Linked DNA regions of Ovis aries: region 1 is linked to region 2. Evidence: chromatin contacts called from public Hi-C data. All regions are on one chromosome and are shown on one strand. The core of a region is the stretch at or near the end of the contact, and the rest is flanking DNA. Distances in the headings are between cores, read along the strand shown. Region 1 holds the start of SSBP3 (single stranded DNA binding protein 3). Region 2 overlaps SSBP3 (single stranded DNA binding protein 3).

Region 1 (6,619 bases), core at 2,611-5,110, 88 kb before region 2:
AATCCACCTCCCCTTCCCCTCTTCCACCCCACCTGCTTGTTCCTCCATATTTTGGTCACTCAGATACTCACGTGTCCCGTTCTTTTCAGCACCGTGGCTGGGTACTGGAGGTCCACAGGGGAATGAAGATCATTCCCTGACCGTGAGGAGAGGTGCTCACATTCCTGTGGGGCCAATGCACATAGACCACACTCATGCACAGTGGTCATGGTCAGAGAGAAGCAGAGGGGCGGCCAACCAAAGGTCATGGTTAAGGAGAGGCAGAGGGGCTTCCAGGGGACCTCTGGCTCAGACCAGGAGCTCCTAGAGGGCATCCTGGGATGGCTTTCCCAGGCTGAATTTTAGAATATTAGGAGTCTGTAACAGGAAGACGCTTGGGGGCAGAGGATTTCACAGCAGTGTAAGCTCCATGGAATTTTGCCTGGTTTATTACCCGCTTCCTAGAACAGTGCTCAGTACATAGTAGACGCTCAATCAACATGTCCTAAATGAAAAGATAGAAGGGAAAGAAAGAGGGAAGAAGGGGGGGAGGGAGGAATAGAGAGCGAGGAAGAAAGAACAAGCCTAGGGAGGATGTGTAAAATAGCTTGGTGTATTCTGGGAACTGAAAGTACAGTACTTCCAAGCTGTTGTAGTTTAGGTGGTCAGGCAAAGCTGGAGGTGTGATCCTATCTAATCTTACTGTTGGTGGTGTCCATTTCTTATTTCCTTACCTATGCCGGAGTGACTTTGGGGAATGGGATCACTTTTTCCTCTCTTGCTCCCTGTAGCCCCTGGTGTGGGCATGGAGTGTTAACTGCATACAGGTATTACACCTGGGCTGGGTGCTGGAGACACAGATGACTCAGAGTTGGTTCCTTCCCACTCCCCCACCACTACCTCTGGCTGGGGAGAGAGACAGTAAACAAAAGGCTACAACAATGGGCAGAATGAACAGAGAGCTACTGGAGGTTAAGCAAAAAACTAGACCAAGCAGAGGGTTAAAGGGATTTGGGAGTGAAAAACAGGGAAGTTTTCATGGAGGAGGCACTGGAGGGGATGTAAGCCTTAAAGAATGATCAAAGAAGAGGGGTGGGGTGGGAGACACTCCAGGCAGAGAGACCAGGCCAGAGGAGGTGGTGGAAGATGGTGCGGGGGAAAGGTCCATTGGGAGATATTAGGAGATCCAACAGAGAAAAGTAGCCTGGGGGAATGGATGGAGGACCCAAGTGAAGAGAGCCATTGCTCCCAAATTTCCAAGTTCTGCCCACCTGTCATGTTAGTCCCTCAGCTGCTCCACAGAGACAGTGCCCTTCCTGGGTAGGGTGTTTGCTTCTGATCTGACTGCATTCTGGGTCATTGTGCTGGGGTTGCTGAGGGTTCCTGCTTCGTGCGAACCCATCAGTTCCCCTCTCTCCAGCAGGTTGGGAGGCTATGGCACCTGCCTTTCTCCATCTGCCTGGGCCCTCCTACTATCTCTTTTAGCTTCACCACCAACCTACCAACATTCTCTGTCAAGTTCCAGGGAAGGGCAGACCACAGGGACAGAGAGCCTGGCACAGGTTCCTCAAACGCATGCCACACCTGTTCTGGAAGGAGGTACTCGTCCTTTTTTTCAGGGTGGGGTGTGAGGAAAGAAAACTATAGAAAGGAAATCTTAGTGTCACAAAACATCAGACTCTAAAGAGATAAAGATCCCCCTTTCCCATTTGACAGATGAGGAAAATGATGCACAGATATACCTGTGTTGCAACCCTGACTCTGACAAAGCATGGCCAACTTGATAGAGACAGGGCCAGAGAAGGGCAGTATTTTCCTTGAGCCAGGACCTAACCCACACTCATGATACTCATAATTTGTGGGCCTTGCAGACCCAAGATGAGTCAGGCTTCTTGTGAGTCAGTCTGTTGACAAGCCATTCCTGGCCATTCCTAGCCCATCAAAAATAGAAGTTCAGGGGAAGGGTATGAGCAGGACAATTTAATTAGTGTGGGCTCTAAGGTACCTTAAGTTAGCCCTATTAAATTAAACCGCCTGGGGGAAAAATAACTGTAATTATTTCCTTCTCTCCCCTATCGTTGTATTTCAAGTCCCTCCCAACCTCCATGCTTCCCTCATTCACAAAACAACCTTTAAACTAGGAGCTAGCACACAGACAACCAGAGACTAGGAGTGTTTTCTTTTTTCTACCTCCTTTCCCTGCAAGCTCTAGGTCCCAGCAGAGAACAGAGTGCGTCCAGAGTCATTGGTAGGGCCTGGCTGTATTCTAATTTAGGGAAGCTGTTACACTGAGTAGAACATTATTCCAAAAATGCACCCAGAGTCTCCTTCCTGAACCAATGCCGTCTATTTGCTGCAGGGGCATTTCTTTTTAAAGCCCCTTCTTCTCTCATCGACAAATCAAAATAAGCAAACTTTAATGGTAGTGAATTATCCCTTATTTTGTTGAATCTAGTTCTGAGTTTTCCTACTTGAAACATGTTTTCCCCAGGACACTGACCTATCCTTTAATTGTTTGGTGCGAGGCATGTTAGGGGGAGGGGCGTTACTTGTTTATTGGAACAGCGCAGTTAAAAAAAAAAAAATCAACCTAGGCTAACAGTTTCAAGGCTCCCCTAAAGATGTATCCAAACAGGCAGCCAATCAGCGCTTACACAGCTTTTTCTGCTTGACTCTTTTAAAGAGACAGTGTTTTATCACATTTAAAGAGAACCGCGCTCTAAAAACAGTCTGAAAATGGGGGAGTCTTGCCCTGTTTGGTTGGTTTCTCGTCATAAGAGTGTCTAATGAGGGACACTCAGTGTGTCCTCGGGTTCTCGGCGTGGGCAAAAAGGAGTCAGGAGCAAATAGCTGGGTCACTCTGCCAGCCCCCTTCAATTTCCCATTGTACACCTGGGTCACTGACAATGGAAGCTTCCCCTCCCCCCACGGCTGGCTCTCGTACCCCACTCCCCAATTTAGCTCCATTTATTTGAAGTTTGCAGATTTCTGTGACGCGTATTCCGCGCAGCGGGGCGCCCAGGTGACAGCCCCCTCTACCCTGGAATGGCACCATCTCTCCCGGAGAAGCCGAGGGGCTAACTTGCTAGGGCGGGCAGACCTTGGAAATTTGGGAGCAATCACTCTCCCTTCTCTTAGCTCAAGTCTTCAGTCCCTTCCCCCAGGTTCCCCAAAGCAGGCCAAGGGCCATTTTCGCGCGACTCCACTTTGGGGTTTTCCAAAGTATTTTAATGATCTAGTAAAGGAGCAGCCGCGCGCCTCGGCGCCGGCTCGAGCCGCCCAGCTCCCAGCGTGGAACCCCGGGCCCTGCGCTCCGAAGCCAGACTAGGCGAGAGGGAGGACCACGGGCGGGGCGGCCAAGGGTGGGGGCGAGTGGAAGTCTGGGGAGGGGGTTGGGGTCGGAGCCCACGGGAAGGGCAGGCGAGGGGGAGGGGGAGATCAGGGCTGGGCTGGCGCGGGCTGAGGCGGGGGGAGGTGAGGGGCAGATAAGGGAGAGGGACGTGGCGGGAGGGAGCCGGCGGTGCTCGGCTCAGGGGTCCGCGCCCCCTCCCCTCCGACTATGCCGCAGAGCCCCCCGCCCCCCACCCGCTCCCCAGCGGTCCACGCCGCGGAGACCGCGGGTCGGACCCCCTCTTCGCGGGTGCCAGGAGACTAGAGCTCCCCCTTCTCGATTCGCGTCCTCTCCCTACATCTAGAGAAAACAGAGGCTCGCGCCCGCGGACACCCCCAGTTCGCCCGCAGAAGCAGGGACAGCGGCTCCTCGGTGGCGGCCTCAGCGGGGACTGCCGCGGCTGGGCGCTGACAGGGCGTCCCTCCCGGGCCGCCCTGGGCCCGCCCCCGCGCGCAGATTGGCCGAGGCACCAATCAATCGCGGGACGTTGACGCCCGCCTCGATCCCTCGCCGGGGTAGCCACGTTCGGTTGAGCTCCAAGTAGACCAGCGGCGGCGGCGGCGGCAGCGGTGCAGGAGGCGCAGAGGGCGGCGCAGGCGGAGCCGGGCGGGCGGGCGCGCGAGCGAGCCAGCGGGCAGCCGGGCCGGCGGGCGAGCGGCGGCGGCGGCGGCACCGGCACTCCAGGCCGAGCCGGCGCAGGAGGAGTTCCAGGGCGATGGGGCCGCGGCCGGGGCTGACGCTTTGACAGCTGGAAAGAGCGCGGAGCCAGCGCCTGGGGGGGAGGGAGGGGAGCGCGGCGAGGAGAGCGCGAGCGAGTGTGCGAGCGAGCGCCGGGGAGGGGGCCGGGAGCGAGGGGGCAGCTCGGGAGCAGCCGGAGCGGTAGCGGCGGCGGCGGCGGCGAGGAGGCTCGGCGTCCTCTTCTCTGCAAACCATGTTTGCCAAAGGCAAAGGCTCGGCGGTGCCCTCGGACGGGCAGGCTCGGGAAAAGTAAGCCCTATTTTCCAAGTGGCGGCCGCGCCGCCGCCGGGCTGCGGGCGGGTGGTGGGAGGCAGGTGGGCGGGCGGGGGCTGCTGCGCTCCGGGCCCCGGCGCCGCCAGCCTGGCCCCTTCCCGAGGCCGCGGCGGGCGGCGTGGGAGAGCCCATTGTTGGGAGCCGGCTGAGGTTGGGGCGTCGGGGGGCGCCGCCGGGGAGGGGGCATTTGGTGGCCCCGGGGCGTGCCGGGCGCGGGGGCCCGCGGAGAGGGGTGGGCGAGGTCCTGCGAGCCAGCCGGGGCATCCGCCCCGGCCGGGGAGCTCGCGGCGGTGACCGCACTTTGCCCACCGGGCGCGAGCAGGGGGCGCGTGGCTTCTTGCAGCCCCGAAGGCTCCTTTTGTCCGCCCGCGGCTTGAGGAGTGCGTGGCGGGGGCTTTGTTCGGCCAGGAGCGCTCTGCCTTCCCTGCCCTCGGCCCCACCGCCGGCCCCGCGCCCTCCGGGGCGCCGGGCTGGGCAGGGACAGCGGCGCCGGCTTGGCCCTAGCTTGGGGGACAGTTGTTTTGGGGGGAGGTGGTGAGGGCGGCGCTTTGCTGCCCTCTCCAGAGCGCGGAGCACCCCGGAGTCCAGGACTGAGTCTCCCCGGACCCTCAAAACTGGGGAGAGGGTGGGTTGGTGGCAAGGAGTAGGTCGGGAAAAGAAGCGAGGCTCTGGGGTCGGGCGGTTTGCGAGTTTGAGAGACCTAGGTGGGTTTGGTCCCGACGCTACTTGGAAGTTCAAGTTCGGGGGCTGCTCTTCAGCCCCCGCGGCTTGAAGTAAACGCGTCTCCTGGTACCCACCCCCTAACTGCTCGCACCCTTGGCCCCAGGCAGGACCAAGCTAGCTGCTCACCTCTGGTCGGGGCCACAATGGGACAGCACGGACAGGGTTGGAAGCCGGCTGGTATGGTCCAGGAGCGAGCACCAGTGTGATCTGACGCCTTCCCTCTCTCTCTGTGCCCCCCTGCCCACTCTCCAGGTTAGCTTTATATGTCTACGAATATTTACTGCACGTAGGAGCACAGAAGTCTGCACAGACCTTCTTGTCAGAGGTGAGTGGAACTCCCCCAGTCATCCAGTTCTTGACACCCCCTCCTCCCCATCGTTCTTAAAGCCTTTGTTTTCTGGAACAGCCACTGTGGCCACCATTTTGAATTTTTATCACCTTTTGGCATTTATTGTTAGTTGGTCTTCACAGCCTTTTGGCTCCGGGAAGCCCCCAGCCCACCCCTTCCTTCTGCTGCCCTGAGCTGTCTCTGTTCTCTCCATTCTAGATTCGATGGGAAAAAAACATCACGTTGGGAGAACCGCCTGGGTTTTTGCACTCGTGGTGGTGGTAAGTTTGTGATAGTTTTGTGTGTGTGTGTGTGTGTTTTGTTCTGAGCCCCCCGGGGTCCAAGTGAACAAAGACAGGGGGTCTGGAGCAGGCTCCCTGTGCTTTAGTCCTCAGCATTGTAGAGAGCAGGGTGCCTCTGGGCCCTCAGACCAGGACTGGCAGAAAAGGGAAAGGGCAGCAGAGGTCGATGCATAAAGTTTCTGCCTCCTCTTTTCCCACTGGTGAGAACCTACTAATCATGCCTAGTGTTGCAATAGAAATGCCTTACTTTTACATCTCACTCTGAAGCAGTAAGCACGGACTTGGAAAAAACCTGAAAGGATTTTTGTCAATTCTGCATGCTGCTTTAATTAGAGGGAGTGGGGGTGGGGCAGGACCGGTGGCTGGGATACCAGGTCTGTTTTACAACTGGCCTGTCCCTTCCTTTTTCCTCTATAAGCGAAACTTTGAGAGAAAGATCCATGGGTACCTTTTCCAGGCACCCTGAGAAAGAGCAAGAGGAGGCTGCCACTTCCTTTAAAGATACTGATTCAGACTGACTGGATGTTCCCGCCCCCAAACCCCCACCCCTCTAAATAGCCCTGAAACCTCCAGGTTTCATTTTACTAAGACCTGGCATATGCCTGTCGTTGGTAGTTGGGGGCTGTTTCTGTGACCCTCTCCCCAGGCCCCTGGGCCCTGCCTGCCTGGGACCACCAGAGATCCGCTCCTGGTTTGCAGCCCCCCAGGAGGGAGGCTTAGGTTTAGTGGGAGCAGTTGCTTTGAGTAAGACTTGGGTGTTTTGTGAGACCGATCGGTGGAGTCTTTGACATCTTTTTCAAAAGGAAAAGAGAGCAGAGTGGTTTTTGATATTTTGCTGCAGTTCAGTGCCCCATCTTGGGATCTTAGCACTTTTACCTGACCGCC
Region 2 (5,969 bases), core at 1,909-4,408:
CTCGTGTTGCCGCCTGAGTTGCCCGTTCCCTGGGGGATGGAGGAAGACCAGGAGAGCTGCGACCCGAGAGTGGGCACAGCCGGTGCTTCCTCTGTACAAGAAGGCTCTGGGAGTGCCCTGGTTCGTCTTTCTGTTCAACAGTATGTATGGGGCCTCATGGGCACCAGGCTCAGTGGGGATGGGGAGATGGATGAGAGCCAGCAGTCTCTCCAGGCAGACAGAATCACACAGGGAGTTTCTATAGGATGTGACAGATGGCTGGAGACGGTGCCATGGATGATCAGGGCCGGAGTGACAAGCTCTGCCGTCCTTTTGTTCTTCGGAGTTTCGACTCCCTACTCCCTTCTCCCTTCCCTGTGCGACGGGGGCTTCCCTTACCAAGCAGGAAGGTTGCTCAGATCAACAAGTATCCCTGCCTTGTCCAGTGTTTGTTCTCAGCCGGCTTGCGACTGCATGGAATTCCCATGCTGGGAAGGCATGTTGGAAGCCAGCACCCCAGTCCCTACTGGGATACAGCCAGTGACGGGGTGCTCACTACCTAATGAGGCGCTACTACTCCAGAGTCGTCTCTACTACTCCAGAGACTTTCTCTCTAGAGCCTTTGAAGGTCCTTTTTACGAAGGATCTAAAGAAAAATGTAAGGCTATAGAATATTTGTCTAGGGGAGCAGGATTAGAGGTTTCAGGCCCCAAGTCCCACCGATTTAACAATCTACTTAACAAATCTTTTAGTTTTTTGAGGACCTCAGCTCTTGGTCACACTGCGACATATATAGAAGGGTTCTTACACCCTTTTCCTTGTGGGTCTGCAAAGTGGAACGTCCTTTTTATTCACTGCTTCTCCACGGAGTTTGTGCTACATGGTATGTCCTCAGGAAAGCTTTTTTGGGTGTGTCACACACGTTGTGTTGGTGTGGTTTGTCATGATGTGGTCACCCACCCCACCCTCACCAGAGAACCAAGTGATCCTGTTGCCCCTTGGAGACTGGGTCTAGGGTTACATGTTGGGCTGGGTGCTCTTTTCCTTCTCTTTGAGAACTCCTGGGAAGAGCCCTCAAATAGGGGAAATTTGGGTGCTGGCCCTAACTCTGCTCCTTATTAACTGGCTGGCAAGGCCTCTCCCACCCCACATATTCCATCTTGGCCCCTCTGGTACCTTCCAAGCCTAGAAAGTGAAAATCCCAGAGTTCATGCTTGCCTGCTGCCCTGAGTTTCAGGGAAACTTAGTTATCTTGACCCTAAGGAGCATCCGCTTAAGACCTCTGCACAGAGGCAGTGGGCAGCCTGCAGCCATGGGGGAAGGGGGCAATCTGAACCTTCGCTCTTTTGCACAGGACCCCAGGGGACTTGACTTTGGCCGTCAGAAACCAGCACACAGCAGGCTTTGGTGTGGTCATCTCCCCCACCCCCAACCTCTTCCTGGCTGGGGAGCAGGGAAGCCTTGAGTCAGGAGAGAACTGTGCAACCTACAGACCATGCAGGCAGGAGGGAGGGTCATAGGACCCTGCTCCCAGCTGCCTTCCATTGTCTGACCGGCAATGACCGCAGCCCCCACCCCCAGGTCCTCTTTTTGAGAATAAACATATCAACAGGATTGATTACCCGATTGGCCCCTGGGCAGCTGGCTCTGGCCTGCATCTGGAGCCGATTTCTCTGCTGTCACACACCCATTGTCTTGGATTGTTCACTTCCACAAATCAGAGGTTGGCTTCACTGCCCTCACCCTACCACGACCCCCAGATGCTTGTTTGTCGGTCGAATGAACACTTCCTGCTCAATGAAGGGGAAAAAAAGCCTGAAGCACACGTGGGCAGCCCTCAGTCCCTACTCTGTTCTGTTGTAGACAGGATGTTCCCATCCCAGCCCCTCCCTGGCCTCCGCCCGCTCTGGGCCTGCCTTTCCAAAGTGGATTCAGAGTGGAGGAGATGTTTCCAGGAAGCTGGGCTGTCAACCCCTCTCCTCCCAACAGAAGGGACACCCAGAGGCTTCAGCTGTACACTGTCCCCAAGTGGGACCAGCCAGTCATGAGCCCTGGCACCCCGGGCATGGGGGTTGGTCTGGTCTGAACGCTGGGCTCAGGATCTGTGATGTCATGATGGGACAGCCTAGGGGCACAGGGACGGTCGTCTCTTGGTTTGCTTGGGGTGGGGTCTGTGAAGGGGTGAATGGAAAGGGTTCTCAGGTGCTCTGTGAAATCCTGCCTGTTCTTCCAGGCGCACCGCAAGCTTCACCCTCCTTGGAAAAGGAAGCCCCCTCTGACCACTTGCCCCAAACACTCTCCCTTTCCTTTGAAATACTGCAAAGTTCAGAGCTGGCGGTGTGTGCCGAAGCCCTTTTTCCTGTGGGCTGCCGCTTTGTTGCACAAGAATGAGGAAGGCCGATTGGCCAGTGAGAGCTGGAGAGAAGCAGTTGGTTTAGGCTAAGACAGATGTGTCCAGAGCCTCCACCAGCGGCGGGGGGAGGTCTGGCTGCTGTAGGTGTGAGGCTGCAGAACCTGGGCTGTGGGAGCATGACACCAGGGCTGTGTTTGTGCCCCTGTTGCTTTCTCATAGTGACAGTAACTTGGCCCGTTCTCTAGCTGCAGACCTGTGTGTGCACCAGACACGGGAGTAGGGGTGGAGGTGGCCTAGAAGGGTTCAAGGTAGTTGGGCTGCTTTCCACAGCCCACTGATTTGTAGCTCCCTCCCTGAGCAATTGTGGTGATGGTGGGTATGACACGGCGGTCACGTCTTAGTCTTGTGGCTATGTGTCTGGCTCGTGTGTTCCTGATGAAAGTTCTTCAGAGTAGCCTCAATTTGGGGCTCGTGTTGGTACGGTCCTTAGAGTTTTCCAAGCCCTCGGCCTCTCCTGTCCTTCATGAGCCCCACAACAGCCCCACAGATTAGGCAGGGTGCTTATCTTCCTTCACTTGGCCCCTACGCCCCCCAGGGCCTGGGAATCCAGTAGGGGTTGGACCCAGCTTTGCCCTCCAGGTTCTCCACACCACCTTGCTGCTTTCTGGCTATTGTTCATAAGCAGAGCGCGTTCCCAGCTCAGCCCTTCCCACCCCTTCGCGTGAATATTTCCAGCCTAAGAGGACCTTGGTTCTCACTCAGAGCTGTTGGTGGGTTTCTGCCTTGAGCCCGGGCTGCCCAGGGCCAGGCTGTCCCTCTGCTGCCCCCTTCTGGGGTGGCCCGTTCTCTCCCTGTGCCTGTCCCCTCCTTGCTTTCCCGGCAGAGTCTCGGCCTTGGTGTTGTCACTAGTCACTAGTCGTTGTTGGGGGAAATAGACCCTAGCACATGTGACTTGGGAGACCTGTGAAGCTGCTCGAGGCCCTGGAGAGATGAGGGTGGGGACCTGGCTCCTTCTAGCTGCCATCAGCACTCAGTGCAGAGACCCAGACTCACAGGCAGACAGGCTCACCTTGCCCTGCCTGTCACACGTTACAGGCGTTTCAGTTGTCTGACGGACTAGCCAGTGAAAACACCGTTAAGGGGAGGAATGCTCCTCTTCCCAGGAGAGGAACAGGCTGGACCCGATACCCGGCCTTCCTTCCGACTCCCATCAGGGATGCTGCCCGCTCCAGGCCCGCTTTTCCACTTAGCTCTTGTTCTCCCCAAGGTCTGGACTAGTACTTTGTAGATGGCATCAGGGAACCACTTACCCCAATTAAAACAGCCAGAGCGGGGTGGGAGGAAATGGGCTGGAGTGTACTGGGACTGTGTTAGCTAATGCAAGGAGTGCTTTTTAAAAGGCAGGTAGAAAACTTTTTTTCTCTTTGTAGATTAATTAAAGCCCCCTCTTCAAATGAACCTCTGGAAGGTGTGTCAATGGGCCCTGTTTTCCTGTGGATACCCAACTCTATGCAAACTAACCCCCCTCCACCAGAAAAAAACCTCCATACTCTCAATGCCTTTTGAATTTTCTGTGAAAGGTGACCAAGTGTTTTTTAAAAGAGCTCCCCCTCTGTGATAAATGCCAGGTAGTGACTGAGCCTGCAGCCCCCCGGGGAGCGTGAAGAAAGCCGGGCTGAGCATTGAAGAATGGGCGGAGAGAGGGTAGAAGGCTGGCCGTACCTCCCCGAAGTCCCCGTGGCCTGCTGGCAGCAGCAGGCACAGAGCTGGGCATCTCGTCAGAGCCAGGCAGATGGCGTTCACCTGCTCGGGACGCACTCCCTCGTGCTGGGGCCCTTGGAGTTGCCGGGATAATAACAGACAGCTGCCAGCTCCAGGCCGAGGTCTGCGGGCATTCAAAAGCTTGGAAGTGTGCGGGGAGAAGAAGCCGCCCTCGCTAGCTCGCTCAGGGCCTCCCCTCCCGCCTCAGCTCGCCTTTTGTTTTGAGATTTGTGCCCCCTCCCTCCTGCACCAACATCCGAGCAACAAGAGCGTTTTAATAGAGGACAGTTCTGTTTTGGAAACGACAAGAAAGCGCCTCGTCGAGTGTGACCTGGCCTCTCCTTTGTCCAGCCTACCCTGCTTTGTGTGCGCCTGCAATGGGTTTTGTTCCAAGGGGCAAAGGAGTTGGACATGGATTTGGTGTGTTCCTGGGGTTTTCTTTCTTTTTCTTTTTCTTGGCAGCGGCTAAAGCTTTGGGTTATGTCTGAGCACAGGGCATTTGGGGATCTGGGGATTTTCGGGACCACTCCAGGGTCTTTGAGTGACCGTGTGGTGTCAGAAACAGTGAGCAGCAGAAAAGGCAACTTTCCCTCTGCCTGGCGTTTTCTCAGCGCATTGTGTACATGTGGAAGGGACAGATAATTTCTCAGAGTGCGATGGGCCTCGCATCCTAGTAGGGACATTTCCCAAGGTATCAATGAAGCTCAAGGCTGACTGTTTTGAGAACCAGCTTCATTTCCTTTCTCTATCTGTAGAAAAAGGGTGCTGGTGCTTCCCTGGTTATCTGGTTACCACATCGTGGCTAAAGTCTGTGCAGGCCAGTGTTGAGTCCCTCTGGCCTGTCTCAGCAGCAGCATCTGCTCTCATTAGGTTACTTGCAAAAAAATGTGTCTTGTGTGGAGGCAGCTCAGTTTGATGGGGTCTGGTAGAAATTTTATAACCTCCCTCTATATAGAACTCATGCCTCACTTGTTCAGGCCAAGCTTGGGAGGCAGGTTTGCTCAGCAAAGTAGAGTGTCAATAAGATGAGGAAGTCTATTTGATGGTCCTACGCTGCTGGAAGTTGGCATGCTTCATGGGCTTAGATGCCCTGTGTGTGCCTCGTCCAGCCCATCAGAGGGTGGTATAACTTTGTTACAGTGGTAATCAGACCAGCTTTTTATCTCTTATCCCTAATCATTCCAAACCAGTGGGATTTTTCAATACAACCACTGGCAGAGATTGCCTTTTCCTTAGGGGGAATGGCCATTTTTCAGCTGTGCCACACAGCTTATGGGGTCTTAGTTCCCCCACCAGGGATTGAGCCTGGGCCCCATGAATGAAAGCATGGAGTCCAAACCACTGGCCTGCCAGGAAATTCCCTTTCTTTGGCATTATTAATTTTCAGAGCAGACCTACCAGTGAATTCCTGCCCTTCTGATCAGTGGCCTGTCCTGCTCTTCCGTTGTTTTAACTGCTGATGAGCAGCTCTGGGGAGGGAGGAGATGTGCTTTAAAATATTGCTTAGCTTATTCTGTACACACCAGCAATTCAGAGATAAATGAAGGCAGGGTCTCTGTCCTCAAGGAGCCCACCAAGGAGACAAACCGCACTGAACACAGTACAGTGGGGCTGGACCCAGGCAGGGTCCCAGCCAGGCTGCATTGGGCGTGGAGGATGGGGAAGACTGGTTGGTTCTGTAGGGCTGAGGAGATGCAGGGTGAGTATAAAAGCTGGTCGAAGAGGTGATGACTTAGGAGTGGAGAGTGGGTATTTGCTGGACAGCCAGGAGGGTGGGGAAGCAATTATCCTCAAAGGAGGCAGTGTGCCCTCAGGTTCTAGGCCAAAAAAGCAGGAGGAGAAGGATGTGATGGGGGTGTAGGGTGCCCCGAGTTAG

What was found. A called contact is a pair of places that touch in the nucleus more often than the background predicts.
Region 1: a Hi-C map of hypothalamus shows a contact between it and region 2, with 4 times the contacts expected there. The contact joins the promoter of SSBP3 here to the enhancer-like site in region 2. A contact is called at or near these places in 7 of 16 Hi-C or Micro-C datasets (hypothalamus, liver, mixed tissues and 3 more).

What each region holds. Positions count from the first base shown.
Region 1 is chr1:28,907,035-28,913,653 of ARS-UI_Ramb_v3.0, reverse strand. It overlaps SSBP3 (single stranded DNA binding protein 3), which reads left to right and starts at 3,860. Exons shown (of 16, transcript XM_042248427.1): 1 at 3,860-4,357; 2 at 5,357-5,429; 3 at 5,652-5,713. The coding sequence starts at 4,302.
Region 2 is chr1:28,818,735-28,824,703 of ARS-UI_Ramb_v3.0, reverse strand. All of the region lies in intron 4 of SSBP3 (single stranded DNA binding protein 3), which reads left to right. Among named protein-coding and RNA genes, the nearest start is that of SSBP3, 88 kb to the left of the region's middle. Within about 2 kb of position 3,158, at least 23 of the 54 cell types and tissues checked have an H3K27ac peak or open chromatin away from gene starts, as enhancers often do. A contact at or near this core is called in hypothalamus, where this site is marked.